Linked DNA regions of Anas platyrhynchos: region 1 is linked to region 2. A link is a contact called in public Hi-C data. All regions are on one chromosome and are shown on one strand. Each heading gives the region's core, a stretch centred on a gene start, on an enhancer-like site or on the middle of the called end of the contact. The rest is flanking DNA. Distances are from core to core; before and after follow the strand shown. Region 1 has its middle 30 kb from the start of PDC. Region 2 overlaps PLA2G4A (phospholipase A2 group IVA).

Region 1 (5,226 bases), core at 1,918-4,417, 200 kb after region 2:
AGGGTGGTGAGGCACTGGCACAGGCTGCCCAGAGTTGTGGCTGCCCCATCCCTGAAGGTGTTCAAGGACAAGGTGGATAGGCCCCTGGGAAACCTGGTCTAGTGGAAGGTGTCCCTGCCCAGAGCATGGGGGGTGGGGGGTAGAATTAGATGATTTTTAAGGCTCCTTCTAACCCCAACCATTCTGTGATTCTGTGCTCTTTAAAACCTGCTAATGGTCACCACCTGGCTGGTTCACACTACACTTTTTTGAAAATTTTGAGATATTTTACATAATTCCTCTAACTCCAGGAAGTCAAATCCCCTTTCTCCGAAAATGAATCAACAGTATTTGGTCAACCATAATTGTTTCCAGCCAAAACATTTGCAAAAGGAAATTACAGCAGCCAAGATAATCAAGCATTGAGTTATAGGGGTGGATATTTTGACACCTTAAATTTTACCATGGAAATTTGTTCTGCTTGAATGAATCAGTAAGCTGGAAAGAAACAAAATGAGTAAAAAAAAAAATACTACAATAGGTTGTGATTCATGTTTTTGCTGCTACATGCATTCACACCATTCTAAAGGATGCACTGTTAAGTGGAAGATTGTAGAAGAAGAAATCCAGACTAGCATATGGATCACCAAATGACCATGACACATCCACTGGGTTTCAGAGCTCCATTCACTAAATAGGTGCTTTGAGGCCATAATGATGAATACAACAGGAAAATGAGAGGACAATGTAAGAAAGAATAGACGAAGAAGTCATCTTCTGGCCACAGGAATCTTCTCCTAGACATTAGGCAAAATGTTTTATTCCTCAGGATAATGTTAAACACAGTGAATAACATGGTCCAGAGATTCTTCAAGCCCCATTTGACACCTGAATAGGTAAATCCTTTCATTTCAAGCCTAGAATAGAGTAGAGGTACACATTAACTTATCAGTATATGTGTTGGCCAGCAAGATGAAAGGAAGTGAGGAGGCATGCTGTAGGTAGGGATGGTAGCTAACTAATAGCACCCAGGTCTGAAGTGAAAGGATTTACCATTTTTCCTATTAATACCAATGATATTGTAGTAGGGAAGGAAAGTTTAGAGAATTACTTTTGCTGGAAAAAAAGCAGGCAGTCTGAACACGTTTTGCTTATACCATTTTGAACCTACGTGACTATTTGTGCAGCTGAAGCTGAGTGTTTAGAATAAGAAAATGAAAATGTGGATCACACCTTTAGTACATGAAGCATTAAAAACCACAGCCAGCAGCCAGCTCTTGCAAACATCTATCTTGCCAAAACATTCAAGGTAATTGCATCAATCACTGGCTCCGCACAAACAAGTTGAGGATTGGTGGTAGTGTGGTCTGACGACCAGAAAGAATTACTTTACTTTTGAGACGGTGCCTCTAAATCTATGAACTACAGTCACATCTCCCATAAATTAGCATAATTTCACTGATCTCATCAAAATTCCACCTATTTTGGGCTGAGTTTGGCCTGTAATTCAGGTTCATGCAGCACAGGGAGATGCAGCACTTGTAGTTTTAGCACCACACCAGAGGTTGCTTTCTGGATACACATCACATCCTTACGTGCATCCCTCCTGCTTTCCAGCACGTCTCAGAGAAGGTCAGCCCTCAAATGCCAGACCTCAAATGCCAATGAAAAGAAAGTCAGTACAGAACAGGGTTGAGCCAAACATTAATAGCCTGTATACAAAGTAGCACAACTTCCACCTTTCTTCAGCTTCCCCCAGGAACCAAACGTAAAGTAACTTTGGGGTGAGGGGAAGACTAAGAAAATGCCCAGAATTTTGATTTGGTTGTCAGTTATTTTCAACTGGGGGGGAAAGAACTAAGAAATTTCAAAAGGATTTGGACATTTGTAACTCAGAAGTTGCACTTCAATGTACCAAAGTCATCAAGAAACAATTTAAAATGAACTAAAATTAAAAATGAAAATATTATCTAAAAACATCAATTTCAAAATTAAATAAAACATCCTAGTACAGTATTAAGCTAAGCCAAAATAACTTTATGTACTCATTTCAGCAAAAAGCACTGAAAATGTTATTTTGACTCAAACGAAATATATATCTTTTTTCCACATTTCAATTACCTTGCTGAACCACATCTCTCTTCTACGCAACTTTACGGGAAAAGGTCATGTGAAGTCCACATCAGCATACAGATGAGAGCAACTAATGGTGCAAACACAGATTGGATCAGGGTTTTTACAGCAAATAAAATCAGTGTTGTTTTAGTTCCAGAAGTTCAAACTTAGTTTAGTAGAAGGGGAAGAGAAAAAGAGAATTACATTTCGTTATTTTAGAAAATTATATGTTCATAGGCTTTCTTCACATATCAGTCTGGCATGCAAGACTGGATTCATAACTAAGATGGATTGCATTTTGTTTTCTGAAGATATTTAATTTTACACACACTCAGCAACCTATGAGATTAAACTTGTCTTGGAAAAAAAGAAAAATGCAAAAAATGTTTTCAGATCACGAGCACTTCTTTTATTTCAGACAATGAAGTCATAGCAGCTCAGTAAGATGACAAACAAAAATAAAAATCGCTATTCTTCCTTGCATTGAATTCCTAAAACACCATGATGATGCTTCACAAGAAAGTAAAGTAGAAATTTTGTTATTGTAGTACTCCTTGGCTATAAGCATAAAGTTGTATCAAAGCCTTGTATTGATAATCGGTGATAACTGGCCCAATGTTCACATACAAGAATTATAGCACTGTTTACAATTTTCTTATATTTTCTTATTTTTCTTCCCTGTGGAGTTTGTAATAGTTCAGACAATTTTAAATCCCTCAAAAGAGTCAGCCAGAAGAGGAGGAAGGTCCTAAAGATGTGACCCATGCCCCTGCTCATCCCCACATTGTCCATTACTGACTGCAGCATGAGGCATCGCTATGAGGCAGATGAGCCACGTGGACGTGACTGGACAGTGATGTGCTCTAGGTACTCATTTTTGAGCAGCAGCAGGCGTGCGGTATGGAACAGCAAAGAAAAATAGTTCTGGCATTTGACATTCTGAGGAACAGGGAGGAAGGACTGTGGTTTAACGGAATCCCTGACACCCCTTCTCCAGTAGCCCCCCATGGTCTGACACCAAGCCCGTTTTCCTGCAGTCTGGATATCAGCACAGGAGACGTGAGTGCCAGACTGTTTCACAGTTTTGCTTAGCAATTATCTTTTATCTTTCGACAACATGCTGTACCCTACGCCTTCACAGTCAAGAGCTTTCCTGACACAGGCATTCTGTGAAAGAGCTCTATCCCACTCAGTTTGGGGTTTCCTGTCCTTTTTTTTTTTTTTTTTTTTGGGGGGGGGGGTGGTGGTGGTGCAGGAGGGGTATTTATATTGGAACAACCTGTTGAAATATGCAAGCATATTCAGCAAAAGCCTTAAACTGGAGAAGATGGCCAGTTCTGCTGCCTTCATCTGTTTGTTTTTTTGCTGCAGCAGAGAGAAGCCAAAACATGGGGCTGGAAGGAGTTCAGACTTAAACCACTGGAACATGTTAACAAGTTTTTCCATTACTAGATAGAGTTTTATCTATCAATTTGGAAAAATATTCTCAAACCATACCAGTGAGGTTAGGGGAAGGTCACTGAAAATATGATAAAGCCTCCATCTAACAAATCCCCGTGTCAAAACTATTGCATTTTTTGAAATTCTAAAGATGGAAAATAATACAGGAAAGGATAGTGACGACAATCTTCAGTAACAGCTGTGGGACAGATTTAACTTGGAGAGAGGTAATGCAGAAGATGCTTTAAGATGGCTTTGCGGTCCCCATGGCCCAGGACAGATGTGCCCATTCAGTCACATAACATAACTCACAACATCCTGCTATAATTTAAGCCAGTTATGTATGACCTTGGGGGCTGCTGAAGATTATTACAAGTAGCAGGTGTTCCCTTGGAGCATCTCTCTCTGTACATGTTGCCAAATGGAAAAAGAATGAAGGAGGAAGATGATGTCTTTTTAGAGCATTTAATCTATTTTCAATTGCTTGTAAAACTGTGATTCTTTGTTTCATTTGGAAAGAGCAAGATATATTCATTTCACCTTAAGCCTCCATTTCTCTTTCATCCTCCTTTGGGGTACTTGCATCATCTGCACAGTATTTCCTCTTTACCTCTCACTTGATATTTAGAAGCCTCATTACTTGTCAGAACTACTTCTCTGCAACATAGTTTTATTGACTTTTTTTTTTCTTGAGGAAAAAATATATTACTGCCTGAGATGTTTCAGATAAGCCAGAACTTTATACACTTTCCTCTCTGTCTAATTTCTTTAGTAAATAATTTCCAGGCTCTCAACACACTTGATCCAAGTGATGCTGATACCTTCTTAAGGGCTGATATGCTTTTCAAAAGATCATAACTATGAAAGTAGCTGAAGTCTGGTCTGAACCTTTCCTTTTGCTACTGTGAGATATGCAATAAATGAACATTGCTACACTAAAACCTTACCTCACTGGGTTTCTCCATTCAGAGCACTCCAGCATGACTCTACCATGTTTTACCTATTGACCTTCTCTTTCGCACACCAAAATGCACTTTAGTATCCTGGTGAGATTTCTCTGAAGATCTTTACTTTACTTTGGATATCTTGAAAGTCAGTTATACCTCATGAACCATGAATTATTTTTTATAGTAACAACAACAATATGAGGGGTTAAGCAAGTTCCTCTCTCATCTAGGAACCAATGACTATGAACTTTTAATTCATCCCTTCTACCTCGGACTGGGATTTCTCCATGGAGACTACCAGAGTTAGGTGGCCAGAACCGTGGCTATAGATGGGTACTCACTACCAATATTATATACCCATCTTCTGATCTTTGATGAGTCCTGTCCTGGCTGTCACTTCACATTTTCACATTAACATATTTCACATTAACATATTGCTTATGTTATAGGCTTTAGGTTCTCGACTTGCTTATGCTCTACTCTCTTATCTATTTTGTGTTATGAGCTCTTTGGGCCAAAAGCAGCTCCAATGAGAGATGTGGAGATCTCATTCAACCTGGCAAGACGAAAGCCACAAAAAGATGAGCAAATAGAATTCTTGTGATATACATCCTGTTGTTTTTTGTTTTTTGTTTTCCTCTCAGCTTTAAAAGCAATTTATTTTGCTAAAGGTCTTCAACAGTGAATCAGGAAACTATTGTGGTATGTGCCTATGAAAAGTAAAGCCCTCCACTCCAGACTCTTT
Region 2 (5,303 bases), core at 241-2,740:
TCATCAGTGTTCTCTGATGGCTTTCCTAGGCAAATGGAAAAACACTGAATGCTGCAGGCCACCAGTTCATGGCCACGTGAATGGCCCCAGGATGATAAAACTGCCTTCACTGCCCACAGCACACATGAGCCCTGGTGTGTTTTTTGCCCATGGGCTCCAATGGGGCCCAGCCCTCCCCAGGGCCATGCCTCTGACCGGATGGGAGTGGCAGCCAGACAGATGGGCATTCACAGCCAGACAGATTGACATTCGGGGCCGGGTCTGCCAATATGCAGGTATCAGCCATTCAGGCTGTTAGCACAGATTAGCTAGCCTCATAAACAGCGTTTGGCCGTAAGACAAAAATGTCCTGTAGCAAAGCCCCAGGATTTAGCAAAACTGGACCAGAAGGAAGCATTTGTATTAAATCAGCAGCTGCAAAGCATCAGCGTTTCTTCTTCCCAGCCACACTGGCAAAATACTTGTCTCGATTTCTTTTCATGTCATCACATTAATTCCTTCTCATATTTTTCCATAACACACCCTAAACAATGTGTTGGCAAAAGAATGGCTATAATGTGTGGTGGGGAACATGCCTGCGCCGTTACCTCCTCGTCTGAAGCGCTACGGGTGCCTGGCAGAGGGGGCAAGTGCCTGCGTCCCTTGCAGGGCAGATGCTGGCCCCAGGGACCTATCCCATGGAGCCCTTCCAGAAAGCTGGGCTGGGAGCAGAGGTGAGGCTAAATAGAAAATGGTAAGAAAGAAATTGTGTGACTTCATCACGGCAGAAGTTCTTGTTTGATACTGAATAAAAACAGAGCTGCCTAGTTTTCTCTGCTCAGTTGAACAAGAAGGTCAAAAGTCACCCTAAAGTGCTCAAGTTTCTGTTTTTAGCTTGGCCACAGGCTTCCAGGAGAAAGCACGTGAGGAGCACTGCTCTGATCAAAGGCAAAATATTCTTTAAGGAGAAAGTTGGGTCAGCGCTCAGGTCTCCAAGGCAGTGGGAAAGCTTTAACACAACCAAGGCATGGAAGCCCAGCGCAGCTCTTCCCTTCTCCCCTTCTATTCCAACACTTCTTCTGACAAGACGTAAACGGAGCAGAAGCCTGCTGGCTTGGGCTTCAGTCCCTGATTTCTGCTTGAGCCAAATACCTGCAGCATGGCACTCAGGGATTAAACAGTCACACAAGAAATTGCTGTTCCTATTGTACTGAAAATTTTAACTTTTTGGCTAGTCCGAAGGTGAACAGGTCACTCTGTGAACTTTATCATTGTGCTCTTTTCTTCACATGCAAAATAGTCTCATGATTTTGTTGTCATGGGGAATTCTTTGCTATGACGATCTGCTTACCTAGCGTGAGAAGAGCGAGTGTGTAACAACTTAACTGAGTGAGTCAGATTGATACACAAATCTAACCCGTATGTGAAATGAAAAAGCAGTAAGAGTGATGGGTGTATTTACAGCTTCAGGAAATGTCTACATGCTTTTGCTTTGAGTGAGCATCAGAGCAAACATGTGGTATGTAAATGTCTTTGGTTGCACAACCTCCTATGCAGCACTGCTAAAATCCCATCCATTTGTTCGTCCAGAGCAGCTGAGCCTCAAAATCAAGCTAGTGCTCTAAAAGCTGAGATCTGTGGGCAATCCAGCCTGCAAAGAGAATACCAGAGCCTGCTTAGGCTTCTCAGGTTGCATCCCCCAGACAAAACATGCTGGGTCAAAACAGAAAGCACATTCGCCACAACCCTAGCTCCCAGCCAGAATGTTTTCTACATGCTGATGCAAACAGTCTTGAGGCCAATGTCCTTGTGCTCTCATGCTTTCCGGCACAGATTTCATTCTGAGCATTCATTTCCTCTAAAAAATTCCAATTCCTCCCCTGGCAGTGGGGGGCATAGCCTGAAGCTCTCTCTGCAAAGCTGCATGCCTGCCTTCCCCAGACGCCCAGCCAACGGCAGGGCTGAGCACTCTGCAGGCACCAGGCCAGCATGGGGGCACCTCCATGGCTGCACAAATTGCAAAAATTGTATTTTTTTCCCCCTCAAAATCCACCTTCTACTACCTTATAGGTAAATTTTGAGAAAATCCACACCCAAGCACACGTGTTTGTACTTGCATTTGAGAAGAATCTCCTCCAAACATACATATGCTTGATGGAAAAAAATATCACAGGGATAAAAGAGATCAAGCAGAGTTAGGAGACGGATAGGGAAACGGAAGACTAGATCTTTAGGCTAAGGAAAAAAAAAAAAAAAGTGTTCTTAGTTTCCCATCACTTGTCAGAAGTGGAAGGGTTTTTGTGTGGTTTTTTTGTTTGTTTTGTTTTGTTTTTTTCTCCATTTTTTATTGTCCTTTGATGTAATTCTTAATATACTAGGTAAGACTGCAGACTTTAATATACTGTCTAAGAATATTAAGACTACAGACTATTTTTAATATACTGCGTAAGACTCTAAAGCTGAGCTGAAATAGTTTTCAATTTCCGAGTTTCTGATCGTATCACAATGAATTTCTCTACTTGAAGTTAAACTAAAATTAGGTGAGGTTTTAGTTTGAGACTAGTGAAATTATAATTATGAACTTACCAATGAGCTTCTGGAGAGGCTGAGACATTTCAAACGCTTGAAAGAGTTAGAACAAGGTTTTGTTCTGATAGATTTGGTTTTAGCAGAGGTAAACATTTGTTTACCCCCCCCATATGCATGTTAGACCTAAAGCTTTTGACTCCTCTACTATTTTATTTGGAGATCTACTGGTCATAGCTAACTCCTAGCCTTACTTGCCAAAGAGCGATGGGGAGTATTTATGCATCTCTCATCACAGTGATGACCTTGCATTTCTGAAGAACCTGCAGATGACAGACTGTGCTCGGTTTTCAGCAAAAGGAAGCAACAAGCCAAAAGCTATTTGACCCAAACAGGTTTGAGGAACTTTTACCTGCTTTTTAAGAACTCTGAGATTAAAGATAGTAAAAACCCAGCATTCAAGCCCATGCTGTCAAGCTCTTAAGAGAAAGCACAAAGCAGCTGGCAGAGCGGTGACAGCAAAATACAACAGCGGGGATTGAAATGGATTGACGCATGATCAGCACACATTGGGCTGCTCAAAGAAGTTGCATTTGTAACATTTAAACTAGAAAGAAAGACTAACAAGGAAAGCCCTGAATTCCCTGCATAAGAGCTGCTCCACCAGGTTCCACATACACCACAAAGATGTTCCACAACCCTTCACCAAAAAAAAAGTGAAAATATCATGTAAATGATGAAAATAAACTGAAAACAGTAGGTGCCAAATATATTTTTTTTATTGTTTGATAACACTGTAATATTATAAACTGTGTAAAGTATGATAAAACTTCTATAAAACAGAGAAGGTGCATCTTACAAAATACAAACATTACCTCATTAACAAAAAGGGGAAAATATAAAGAAAATATTACAATAGCAGTACCAGTTTCTTCCTGTATTCCAAAATTTACTGAAAAATGTTTAAGTTATGCAGCACTAAGATAAGTTATTTTTATTTTCTCTCTTGATTTCAAACATGCATTACATCAAACAGAAATAAAACCTATTAATCAATACAGAAAATTTAATTAATTACCTAGCATTGCATGTAGATTTAAGGAGGGATGATGCAGCATCTATTATGCATTACAATTACTTCCCTTCCTCTGGGCTTACAGATTTTAGCAATTAAAAATAGCTCAATTATTCACAATAAGATGAACAGTCACTGAATTAGCAATAAACTTGGATAAAGGAGCAGTTATAGTAAAGTTGTTTTGTCGCAAAATTATCAAACAAGATCAGATATGCTTTGGGTAGTCTTTACACAAAATGATACCCTTGTGACAATTATCTCTGTGCCTGCCAGAATCCTGAAAGCCCTATCATAAAGGTAAGGGAGTTAAATATGAACCCCAGTAATGTCAACTGAAATACAGAGAGCAAAATTTCATTTACAGTTCTTGCAAAGAAACACCCATACCATCTGACTGCGCTACTGTGAACAATCCCACCTACACCTTCTGTTTTCACCACAATGCAATTCCTAGAGAAAGGAGTGCTGTTCTCAACCTGCTTCTGGCCAAGCAGCACACAGGGCCACCTTCTCACCTCTACAAGTACCTTCACATGTCCATTAACTCTCCCAGACAGTTAAACTCACCTTCAACCAAACTGCTCAGCCCCTGCCACCTTCTCCAAACCCCACAAGAAAGCAGGTAGCAAAAAATTGCTGGGACTACCAGGTGCACCCACTGAGAGTTAATCCCATAGGGGTTTTTGGTTGTTTGGTTGTTTCTGTTTTAAGTGAAACCCATCAGACCAAGCGTCCTAAACTTTGCAGCTCTCAGATCTGGTATGCAGGCAGTGCTGATGTGTGTCACCTGGTGGCCCTGTCAGTTCCTTTAGTTTGTTTCACGCTTGCTGATGACATTATTCCAAAGGAGGCTGGAAGTGTTTGGAGGTGTGACTACCCTTTCCTATGCATTTGCACAGTTATCTAATATGAAGATTTTAATCATGTTTTCAGATGGTACTAAAATAATCTATGTTTATTTGCAGTCTTTTGCTATTCAAAGTACTAAAAATAACTTTAAATATAGCCCTTAACAGATGAACTACTTCACATTCTTACACGGGAACAATTTATTTATCCACTGTAAATATTGCCACTGTCCCTTTGCAGAAATGTATTGCTTTTAATCATAATCAAATGCAAAATCATGTTTAATTTACCTGGAAACATTTGGGGCAGAAATATGTGAACTTAACCACTTAACACACAGGTGCTACTAGCTAAAACTCAAGCAATGTAATTTCGTGGAACAAAAGAGAAACAGAAAATGCAAGAGGCTGGATTTTTTGCTGAGTGGATGTATATATTCTTAAACAACGGTACAGTGGACTTCAATTTTTGTGAAAATATGTGTGATTCTGAGATTCAAGACCAGATCCTTCTTAGTATCAACAACAACAGCTTTCCTCACATTAACAACCAGCTGAGGATCCTACTGATCATATCAAAGATGTACAGAGCCCATTTCTTTGACAGCCATTTGTTACAAAGTGTTGTTTAAGAGCCACCACTCACAGAAGAAAATTAAAAGGTGAAACACAAGCTTGATGATGGAGTTTTGGTTGGGCCAACATAGCCAACAGTTACTGGCAAGCAAAACACCTTCCAGTCTACGAAATCAATAGTGTAGCAAGCAAGCAACAGTGCTCGTAAGCAGACAAGCAACTTAATATACAAGGTAGCTGCTACTGACTAGCAGTAATAGTCAGCTTTTATCAATTTTTCAAACTAAATTTGAAGA

What was found. A called contact is a pair of places that touch in the nucleus more often than the background predicts.
Region 1: a contact with region 2 is called in a Hi-C map of small yellow follicle, with 4 times the contacts expected there. The contact joins two enhancer-like sites. A contact is called at or near these places in 4 of 8 Hi-C or Micro-C datasets (F1 follicle, F5 follicle, small yellow follicle and 1 more).

The regions. Positions count from the first base shown.
Region 1 is chr8:22,087,369-22,092,594 of IASCAAS_PekinDuck_T2T, forward strand. No RefSeq gene overlaps it. Among named protein-coding and RNA genes, the nearest start is that of PDC, 30 kb to the right of the region's middle. Within about 2 kb of position 3,168, at least 5 of the 8 cell types and tissues checked have an H3K27ac peak or open chromatin away from gene starts, as enhancers often do. A contact at or near this core is called in F1 follicle, F5 follicle and small yellow follicle, where this site is marked.
Region 2 is chr8:21,892,806-21,898,108 of IASCAAS_PekinDuck_T2T, forward strand. It overlaps PLA2G4A (phospholipase A2 group IVA), which reads right to left. Exons shown (of 19, transcript XM_005015357.6): 19 at 3,267-5,303. Among named protein-coding and RNA genes, the nearest start is that of PTGS2, 120 kb to the right of the region's middle. Within about 2 kb of position 1,491, at least 8 of the 8 cell types and tissues checked have an H3K27ac peak or open chromatin away from gene starts, as enhancers often do. A contact at or near this core is called in F1 follicle, F5 follicle and small yellow follicle, where this site is marked.